2 separate regions of the Zea mays genome follow, and region 1 is linked to region 2. Evidence: chromatin contacts called from public Hi-C data. All regions are on one chromosome and are shown on one strand. The core of a region is the stretch at or near the end of the contact, and the rest is flanking DNA. Distances in the headings are between cores, read along the strand shown.

What was found. A called contact is a pair of places that touch in the nucleus more often than the background predicts.
Region 1: a Hi-C map of endosperm shows a contact between it and region 2, with 2.4 times the contacts expected there. The contact joins the promoter of LOC103633052 here to the promoter of LOC100280778 in region 2. A contact is called at or near these places in 4 of 25 Hi-C or Micro-C datasets (bundle sheath, ear, endosperm and 1 more).

The regions. Positions count from the first base shown.
Region 1 is chr7:147,650,102-147,655,574 of Zm-B73-REFERENCE-NAM-5.0, reverse strand. It overlaps LOC103633052 (protein DETOXIFICATION 49), which reads left to right and starts at 3,248. Exons shown (of 1, transcript XM_008654737.4): 1 at 3,248-5,284. The coding sequence starts at 3,354. The coding sequence ends at 5,075.
Region 2 is chr7:147,256,630-147,262,558 of Zm-B73-REFERENCE-NAM-5.0, reverse strand. It overlaps LOC100280778, which reads left to right and starts at 3,880. Exons shown (of 1, transcript XM_020541212.3): 1 at 3,880-4,817. The coding sequence starts at 3,982. The coding sequence ends at 4,698. It overlaps LOC103633049 (dehydration-responsive element-binding protein 1A), which reads left to right. Exons shown (of 1, transcript XM_008654734.4): 1 at 1-915. The coding sequence starts at 87. The coding sequence ends at 782.

The DNA.
Region 1 (5,473 bases), core at 1,999-4,498, 390 kb before region 2:
CCTCCCTGTGTGCTAATTATTCTCATCTGGTTCTATTACTAATGCCAGTACGTTTGATAAAGTGATAGTACATAGTACTAGTGCTAGCTAGTACAAGTACTCGAGCTAGGAGAGTGTTACTACACCAGACGACTATGCTAGCTACTCTCTGATCCCGACGAATTGGAAGTTTATCACCAAAAAAAAGTAGCAACACACATCTAGGGCTATATCTGCACGACTTCAATGTGCAACAACATTATGTGCCTCCGGTGATCATGGTGATGTGCGACACTCAGAAATGCACTAGACTTCATTTAGGGAGAATGCACCAAACTGCTATACCCGATGGGTACCCGATATCCGTCCGATACCCGATAGGTACGGACACAGGTACAAAATTTTACCTATGGGTATAGTAATGGGCGGATATAGATAATCCCCGCGGGTATGGTCGCGAGTGGGTATTTACTCTACCCGATCCAAACCCGACCCATTGCCATCCCTATCCCTCATCAATCACGCTCCCCCCACAATCCACTCACATGGTCAACGGTGCCGAGACCACAGTTGGCGGTGGCATACGGGTTAGAGGTGGCGCGCGCGATGTCGACCATCAGGGTAGAGCACACTGGAGTGCAGTGTGGGGGACTCGAGGCTTGTCCCATTCAGGTGCACGATGTTACCGAGGGTGACGACATTGGGGGAAGTTCCTGTGGACAGTGGCAGCGGCGATAATGGTGAACCCATGGCGCAGCGTTGACGATGATGTCGTCGTAGTGGCCAGAGTTGTCGGTGAAGCATACGACGGAGATGACGTGGATGGCTATGTGGAGGCAGCCGAGTGCGCGTGACGGGCTCGTAGAAGAGACTTGGTGTTGTCCGTCGACGAGGGGTGCATCCTGGCCAAAGAAGATGGAGATAAAGTCAGTATTGTCATGGATGGACTCGAAACCCGCAAGGGCAGCGGCGATGCACTTCGCCAACTAGCAACTGTCATAGGTGGGACACCACCATTGGTAGTGCTAGTGGTATAGATGAAGAGGCAGGCATAGGGCTCGAAGCTGCCCACGGCAGAGAGCATGTGATGTCGTGGCCCTCGGTGTCGAGCGTGTGATGTCGTGGCCCTCGGTGTCGAGCGTTTGATTGGTGTCCACCACGATCGGGTTGCTGAGCAGCATGTTCCTGTTGAAGAACCTGGCGCCAATAAGCTTGCGGTTGCAAGCGACACCATGGTTGATGGAGTCCTGGTAGGAACCCTTCCAATGTGCTGGCACTGACACCTTGTTGTCGACTGTCATCATCTCGGTCTTGGAAGAGCATTTTTACTAGTGCAGAGAAAAGTTTCAACATTTGTATTTTATAATATATTAGTTAAAAAATATAGTGTACTATAAAATTTATTTTTTAAAAATTTCTTTATTCTAAATTATAAAACTTTTTAGCTTTTACAAATACATGATTAGCTCTTGATGTCTATATAAATATACATTATGATAGGATATAAAATTAATACTTATAATTATAACAGATGGAGTATTTGTATATAATGATACTTATTGCGAATCATAAATATTAGTACATTTTAATAAAAAATTAGTTATTTTTATATTAATTTTATTATAACATATGAAGTATTTTGTATAAACTTAGTTGGTACCAATAATTATTTTAAAAGTTTATCGAAATTTAGGACTAGGAGAAAACAAAAACAGTTACAGAGATACGAAAACGAAATCGGTAGAAAAAATCGAGAACATGAACGAAAACAGTTTTAGTTTCTCTCTACCGTTTTTAAAATTTACTATATTTATTCGATATTTTCTACCTATAACAATTTGGTTTTTTAGAAAAAATATTAAATCTTAAATTAATCTTTGTAAATTTATAATAAATTCATCTTAACTTAAAAAAATGAAAATAATTTTGTTATTTTTCTAAAATCAAGGTCTATATAATGGCACAAAGTTTAGATTTATTTGAAACTTTTATTGCTCTTATTTATAGTTTCTTACTAATTGTTACTCTCGGTACATATATTCATAGTTCGCATGATACTTATCAGGAGGACACCAATTATGTTGATTACGTCAAATAGTAGAGTATAATAAGAATGTAGGTGACATGTCATCATACACATATTGATTTTATAGCCATATGCTACTATGTTCGCTAGTGCTTTATCTAATTATATGATGATTTCGTTACTTGTACATTATCTTATATTGAATGTGACATCCTTACTTTGTGTTTTAATGTTTTATACATTATTACTTATATTATGATGGGTCAAGTTATATGCTTGTTCTATGCTCTATAGTTTGATGTGTGATATTGTCATCATACACATATTGATGTGTTTTCAATCGAATAGTTTCGTGTTTTGTGAGGTACCGAGTTATGGATTCCTAACTATATGTATGTGTGCTCAGTGCTAATCGCTTGTTTCTGTGAATGATGTATTACTTTAATACTGTGTGAATTATGCTTTCATCCTTTACGAATTTATGACTATTTATATATTATTACTAATTTCTATATGGATGTATGACTTGTGTGAATTATTTTAAGTCAACTGTGAGTATATGTTACAATTATTACTGATCGTATTTTAGATTTTGATCCTGACCGGTGTATTTTTTGTATCGAATTTCTATTTTCGATGATTTCGAATTAATAATGTCGTTTCTGTTTCTGAAGCTATCGTTTCTTTTACTTTTTTTAGAAAAAAAATATGAAAATGGGAATAGTTCTGGTCACCGACCGTTTTCATGCATACACCAATGGGGCTCAGCTTTGGAGTGCGATTGCTAATCGTCACGTAGCATAATGGAGGCGCTGAGTTCGATTGAAGCTTTAAGAACCGAGGAAAGCAGTACATGGACAACAGTTTTTGTTGCTATCGTCACAAAACCCCTCTTTTTTTGCACGTGCGACATCAAGTCGCGCTGATGAATTAGTTGAGATAATGCTTTGCAGCTTTGGTGTATTCGAGTAGAGTACATGCACGGTGTTTTTTGTACTGCTAGTCCTAGTCGGTACGGACCTCTTCTTTTCTTTTTCACACGTTACTAGTAGCAACAAGTTTAGAGTTTGTCGTGTCCTTATTGCGTCCTAGCTGGATCACTCTGCCCTGTGGGCCAAGCGAGCAATCTCCTCGATTTACAATGAACCATTTTCCCGTTGGGCCCATGGAAAATCCAAAAGATAAGAATGTCATACGCTGCAAGCCTGCAAGCATCTATATAAACACTGGCAATGCCAGCTCCCGTCGATGCCACCACAACAGCACACAGACGTGTGGCCCCTCTGCAGCAAAAACCAGAGGCCGCGGCAGGCACGGACGCTTCACGCGCAGGCCGCGGACTAGCGCCATGGCGACGTGCCGGTGCCCCGAGCCGGCGCAATGCCATCACAGGCCGCTCCTCTCGACGGCCAAGGGCTACCCTAAGCTGCACGACCGCCCAAGGCCGGCGCCCGGCAGCGTCCTCGCCGAGGTGGCCGCCATCCTCTGCCTCACCGGGCCAATGGCCGGCGCGGGGATCCTGTTCTACATGCGCTCCCTCGTGTCCATGGTGTTCCTCGGCCGCCTCGGCCAGCTGCCCCTCGCCGGCGGCTCCCTCGCGCTCGGCTTCGCCAACATCACCGGCTATTCCGTCCTCTCCGGCCTCGCCGGCGGGATGGACCCGGTCTGCGGCCAGGCGTTCGGCGCGGGGCGGACGGACCTCCTCCGCACCGCACTCCGGCGCACTGTTCTGCTGCTCCTGGCCGCGTCCGTGCCCATCGCCATGCTCTGGGTGGCCATGAACCGGGTCCTCGTCTCCGCGGGGCAGGACCCTGACATTGCGGCCACGGCGTACGCCTACATCCTCTGCTGCCTCCCCGACCTCGTGCTGCAGTGCTTCCTCCACCCGATCCGTATCTACCTGCGCGCGCAGTCCGTCACGCTGCCGCTCACCTACGGCGCCGCCGCCGCGCTGCTCCTCCACGTGCCCATCAACTTCCTCCTCGTCAGCGTCCTCGGCCTCGGCGTCCGTGGCGTCGCGCTCGGCGGGGTCTGGACCAACCTCAACTTCTTGCTGTTCCTCGTGGCGTACGTCTACCTCCGCGGAATGTACGGCACCCATGACGATGACGGCGCCAAGAAGGGCGCGTCCGTGGCGGCGCCACCAGCCGAGGAGGTGGAGGAGGAGGGCGCCAAGGAGTGGTGGAGCCTGGTGAGGCTGTGCGCGCACAGCTGCATGTCCGTCTGCTTGGAGTGGTGGTGGTACGAGATCATGGTGCTCCTCTGTGGCGTGCTCATCGACCCCAAGGCCGCGGTGGCTTCCATGGGGGTGCTCATACAGACCACGTCGCTGATATACATCTTCCCGCACTCGCTCGGCTGCGCCGTGTCCACGCGAGTCGGGCACGAGCTGGGCGCCCGGAGGCCGGAGCGCGCGCGCCTCGTCGCGCGCGTCGGGCTCGGCCTGGGCGCCGCGCTCGGCCTCGTGGCCTGCGCATTCGCCGTGTCCGTGCGGGGCGTCTGGGCACGGATGTTCACCACCGACGAGGCCATCCTGAAGCTGGCGGCGGCAGCGCTACCGCTGCTCGGCATGGCCGAACTGGGGAACTGCCCGCAGACGGCCGGCTGCGGGGTGCTGCGCGGCAGCGCGAGGCCCGGGAAGGCGGCGAGGATCAACGTCTCGGCGTTCTACGGCGTGGGCATGCCCGTGGCGCTGGCGCTGGCGTTCTGGGCCCCCGGGCTGGACTTCCGCGGGATGTGGGGCGGCATGCTGGCCGCGCAGCTCGTCTGCGCCGCGCTCATGCTGCGCGCCGTGCTCGGCACCGACTGGGCGGAGCAGACGGAGCGCGCCCGCCAGCTCACCGGCGGGCGCGGCGACGGCTTTGACGTCGTCGGCATTGTCGACGAGGACAAAACAAGCCATGCAGAAGCGGCCAAAGCAGAGGTCGGGAACACATTGTTCATAGTGGCGGATTGCGTGATTGCGTCTAGCGGCGACGGAACCAGGACCCGATTCATGGATGATTTGCATCCTCGATTCATTAGATATAGGTTTTCTTTTTTCTTTATTAGTTTTTTTTCCTTTTTGTAATTTTAACCGACCTTTTTGGGGGATTTGTAGCAATACAAAGTTTCAACCTCCCTCCATTGTTAGTTTCTTTTTCCCTCTTTTAAACGAGAGTGAGAGTGAGAGTGAAGACTGAAGACTGAAGGGAGAGTTTACAATGAAAAAGGGTGAGTGTCCCGCTGTACAAATTAAAGGCATTTCCAACTAGATTCCAGAACAATTGCCAAACAAAATTTTGCTACTCAAAGTGACCAAATGGACTCCGGGACCTGAATGTTCCGATCTCTACTAGTGGAAATCGCATTTGTTTAATCCTACAGGATTTCATTATTAATGCTGTATGATTTAACTGTCATTATCTTTGCCATGTGCGAACAAGAATATTTTGGCCTTAAGTGGTGTACTGCCCCTGTCTCAGACTC
Region 2 (5,929 bases), core at 2,631-5,130:
CACTCGAACACAAACTCAGGCAAGGCAAAAGGAACCCGCACCATCCGAGGCTCAAGCAGAGAAGTGATCATCATCATCAGAAGAAGATGTGCCCAACCAAGAAGGGGATGACCGGAGAGCCGAGCTCGCCATGCAGGTCGGCATCAGCCTCGACCTTACCGGAGCACCACCAGACGGTGTGGACGTCGCCGCCGAAGCGGCCAGCGGGGCGGACCAAGTTCCGGGAGACGCGGCACCCGGTGTTCCGCGGCGTCCGGCGCCGGGGCAGCGCCGGGCGGTGGGTGTGCGAGGTGCGCGTGCCGGGGAGGCGCGGCTGCAGGCTCTGGCTCGGCACCTTCGACACGGCCGAGGCGGCGGCCCGCGCGCACGACGCCGCCATGCTCGCCCTCGCCGGCGCGGCCGCCTGCTGCCTCAACTTCGCCGACTCGGCCTGGCTCCTCGCGGTCCCGGCCTCGTGCGCCAGCCTCGCCGAGGTCCGCCACGCGGTCGCGGACGCCGTGGAGGACTTCCTCCGCCATCAGGTGGTCCCGGAGGACGACGCCCTCGCGGCCACGCCGTCGTCGCCTTCCAGCGAAGACGGCAACACCTCTGATGGCGGGGAGTCCTCCTCTGATTCCTCTCCGCCCACCGGGGCCTCGCCGTTCGAATTTGATGTGTTCAATGACATGAGCTGGGACCTGCACTACGCGAGCTTGGCGCAGGGATTGCTCGTGGAGCCACCGTCCGCGGTCACGGCGTTCATGGACGAAGGCTTCGCCGATGTGCCGCTCTGGAGCTACTAGAGACTGAAATTTTCCGTTTCTTTGCTTGGCCTGTGGCGCCTAATTTTGGCAGTGTAAAACGGTTACTTCTTTTGGTAATGAGATGGAACAAGTTTGCGAAACATGAAAACAGAGCATGCTCATCGACATTTTAGTTATTGTCCGTCAATTTACTTTTAACTAAAATATGGTATATAAAAAAATGAAGGAAGCCTTTGCACTTACTAAGGATGCAATAGGAACTGTATAGTATGCATGAGACATGACCCAATAATACGAATGATGCTACGAGATTTTGGTCCACTATATCCACATGTATTAAGATAGATTAAGATATAACTTATCTTAATATATGTGAATTATGATTAATACTAGAGTAATCTAGCCGCGCCGAGTTGAAAGAGTTGGTACTTGGAGAGTCAACTTCACACACCGGCAAAGAATCAAACGATGGGGGTATATTATCTCTGTTCTAAAATAATTGACTTTCTCACTTTCTAATAAGTCAGCTATTTTCAACTTAACTATATATGTAGCATATAATTGATGTTATTCGATATACATTTAAATCTATTTTTATAACAAAAGTATTTAAAGATATTTTGCTAATGTTTCTAATGAATCTAATCAAACTCAAGAAACTCTGATCGACACGAACACTACAGCGACATCTATTTTAGAGCAAAACAAAAAGGTACGGAATTTTGATCTCGACGAGCAAAGTTATTTTTTGTTTAGACCCGTAAATCACATTCATTCATGGTAATCAACAAAAGTTCATCTGGGTCGATCGGTACAGCTGTAACACCTCTGATCACAGCCTATGCCGCCTGAGACGATCGTTTCTGTCTCGATTCCGGTCGGGGTGGCGTTAAGTTGTGCGTGTTTCTTCTGCAGTTGTCTACCCAATCCCAATCGGCAATCGTAACGAAACTTCGGCCCTGTTCTAATCTCGCGAGATAAATTTTAACAGCTTTTTTAGCTATTTTTAGCCATTTGTAATCTAAATAGAAGAGCCAATGGTGATAATTGAAGCTAAACTTTAGCACTTCAATTTATATAGCTAAAGTTTATCCCGTAAAATTGAAACAGGGCCTTCATCGTCTACTCAAAGCATCCTTCATCGTCTACTCAAAGCATCCGGAAAAAAGAGCAGGACCTGACTCGAATATTCCCACCGCCAATGCCTTCCCCCAATCCCCATAGTATTTTTAGTCGCCACGGCGGATCCAGACCGGAAACGCGTGTGCGCGGCGCGGGTGGATAAGCTCAGGCTGCGCGCGCGCACCTCCCGCGACGTCGCCGTCGCGGTCGATGCCTCCCCCCTTGGGCGCCCCAAGCGGCAACTGGACTAGAATATCCTCTAGGTCTTTACCACGAGCGGAACCACATGCCAGCAACAGAGGACACAGCTGGCTTCAGTTGGCCGTGCCGTCACCGTTCGCGCGTGCAACCGAACCGGGTTCCGTTTCGAAGGCCGTGACGCGAGCAACCACGGCATACTAATAGGGTGTTTGGTTTGTGGAATGAGCTAGTCCATCATCTTCTCACTCCTCACTATTTTTGTTTGGTTTGTAGAATGGAATGAGTTGATCCATCACCACCTCATTCCTTATAGTTAGTTAGTACTAATATGAGGAATATGTTCATCCCACCAAATTTGAGGAATGAACCCATGATGCACCACCTCAATTTGGATGTAGTGATTCCTTAAACCAAACACTCCCTAATAGTAGCAAGTGGTCGGAGCCCTGCAGGTCGCCGACTCGCGCCCATGGTCGTGACGGTGCGGGTTGTGGAGGCAGGGTCGTCCGCTGTTCAAAAGCGGCGTTTTGTCCGGTTGCCCGGGAACTCGGACTCGGTCCGTAGCAAGCAAGCGGGCGTCCTCGTCGTTTTGGGCAGGAGTGGCAAGCGTCAAGCGCAAGTGGTATCGGGACACTGCGGCGACGCGTTCGCCGCACGCGGTTCTGGTGCGGGAGCCTCCCAGCTGCTGCCCGCTCTGTGATACCGATACCGTGGGTGGTTTCAGTATTGCGGCTCACAAATGCTGACGTCATCGCGAGCTGCGACACCTCCAGTTTTGGGAGTTTGACGATTATGCCTGGAGCGTGGTTTAGGAGCAAGTTGATTGGAGGGGTTAAGGTGGCTAAATTTTATTACTATTCAGTTTTAAATAATAAGGTGTTTTAGCCCTAATCACTCTCAACTCTCTTGCTTCCAAATAAGACCTTTAGTTTGCCAAACTAATAGTAGTCATCCAAATCAACTTGATGTTGTGCGAATCGTTTTTTAAAGAAAAATATTGAAGATATTGTTCAGCACTATATATATGTCTATAACACGAAACATGATATCTACGGTAATTGCATCTTTTATAAGATAGGTCGTGCCGCCATTAGGACAAAACTTGCAGCCATCGTTGTAGGACACGTTACGCCAGGATAAGTCAGGTGAGTCAAGCGCCCTAGAGGGCGGGGCCGAGCGGTTGGTCGATCTATGAGGGCGAGTTTGAAAACTCACATCCTCTCCAGAGTTGGAGAGGATTATAAGAGAAATGAATTGATTTACTCCTCGATCCCCTCAACGAACTGGCATCTTTCATAACTAGTGGCACAAGTGTAATTTTTTGTAAGTAGTTGAAAGTCAAAGGCAGAAGTAAGATACTATCAAATTTGTACTAGAAGAAAAGATGTTTTTGGTTATAGATTTTAGTATAAGTCAATCTTTATGATTGACTTTTACGTTTTAGAAAAATCAAAACCAGGTTAAAAAGATTAACCAAAGAAGACCATGTTATATAAATACACTGGTCCCAACTCAGACAGTACATGTTCCAAGGATATAAATGTTACTGATATTATTTTAACTTAACCAATTTATTGTAGAAAAATAGCCAATACGCATCTTTCAATAACACATTTTTGACCGAGGAAGTGCCATTTTTATACATAAATAACAAGAGCGTCCTTTGGACGCACACAAAAACGCTATAAGTTACGAGAGATGAAAACCGTTAGCGGAAGCTTGTGGTTACGCTTCCGCCATACCAATAGCATCCGTCCTAAAATATTAATTGTTTTAGTATTTTAAAAAAATTAGACATTACCATCGCATCGCAAAAACCACTCGAGCACAATTCAAGCAGCAGCGAAGGTAGCCACAACATCCACTCTACTACTCGAGAGCTAAGAAATCGTTCAACAGGTGATCCAGAACAAAGATGTGTCCGACCAAGAAGGAGATGAGTGCCGAGTCGTCGGGCTCGGCGAGCAGCTGGACTTCGGCCTCGGCCTCGGCCTCGACCTCGACCTCGCCGGAGCACCAGACCGTGTGGACGTCGCCGCCGAAGCGGCCCGCGGGGCGGACCAAGTTCCGCGAGACGCGGCACCCCGTGTTCCGTGGCGTCCGGCGCCGCGGCAGCGCCGGGCGGTGGGTGTGCGAGGTGCGCGTGCCCGGGAGGCGCGGGTGCAGGCTCTGGCTCGGCACGTTCGACGCCGCCGAGGCCGCCGCGCGCGCGCACGACGCCGCCATGCTCGCCATCGCCGGCGCGAGCGCGTGCCTCAACTTCGCCGACTCCGCGTGGCTGCTCGCGGTCCCCGCCTCGTACGCCAGCCTTGCCGACGTCCGCCGTGCGGTCGCCGAGGCCGTGGAGGACTTTCAGCGCCGCGAGGCGGCCGCCGGGGACGACGCGCGCTCGGCCACATCGCCGACGCCGTCCACCTCGGGCACCGACGACGATGCTGCCACTGACGGCGAGGAGTCGTCACCGGCCACGGAGGTCTCGTCGTTCCAGCTCGACGTGTTCGATAACATGAGCTGGGATCTATACTACGCGAGCATGGCGCAGGGAATGCTGATGGAGCTGCCGTCCGCAGTTCCGGCGTTCGGAGACGACGGCTACACCAATGTCGCCGATGTGCCACTGTGGAGCTACTAGAATTGAGGACGTTGATACCTTGAATTTCTCTTCTTTTTCCAGTTGGCTCCCCATGCCAAATTTTGGGACTGTAGTGGTAATGAAAACAGAGCAAGTTTGGAAAAGGAAAACAGAGCATGCCCCCTGACTCCCCAAAACAGAGCACGCGACACAAACAGAGGAAGTTGGTAGCTTGAACCTGTTCCCGAGCACCTGTCTTCACAATAAAAAAAAAGTTGTTGGCTTTGGGCATTCCAAAACCCAGTATCTAATCTAAATTCTAATTTAGAGACGTTCTAATAAAAATTGTACGTTCCTTCACTCTTTAATATTTTTTCTATATTTTACTCGGTACATCTTGGTTCTACTTTATATTTTTTAATGAACGGCAAAGCAGAAACAAAGGATATAAATATTGATAGTTTAGTTAAAAGTTATTAGTTAAAATTATTGGTCAGAACTACTTGTGCTATAGAAGGTAAGATTGAATCTAAAAGGTATATTGCCTATATACGAAACCATAAACAAAAACCTCCGTATAAACGACTCTGGTACTAGTGAAGAAGAAAACACATATCATACGCACTAGCATATCTACCATATTTAATTAATAATAGCTCATAGATATAGAATTATAGATTGTTACCATTAGACATATATTACTATGAAAGGAAAGCATGTCGATGTATATACTCACGTACCAGCACTAACGACATGTTCGACTATGCTCCTCATGTTTATGACGATCAACACCAGAACAACAATAATAATAACAGCAATATCTCTATGATGTCAACATGTGTGGGATGAAACAGTGTGATGCCGATATGCTAGAACCACCTGTGGCGAAAAAAAGGATGGTGGTTTAGGCACCCTTAATCTAGGAAGGGAGACGACGACACCAACTAGGTTGTCAAATATATCGGTGAATCCTAGAACGCAACTAACTTATTATACGTATGCCCTGCTAATAAAATTGTAACTTAAAAGTCTATTAAAATTTTAATGGTTTATAATTGCTTCGTAAGCATACAATCAACATAATATGTTATATATTTGAGTAACTTTAATGTGAAAATGTATTGAAGAGTAAGATAATAAATAATAGTGCATATATTTTTAAAAAAATTAACTTCTTGGTTATATATATATATATATATATATATATATATATATGTATATATATGTGTATATATATATATATGTATATATATGTATATATATATATATACACACACACGAGAATAGAAAA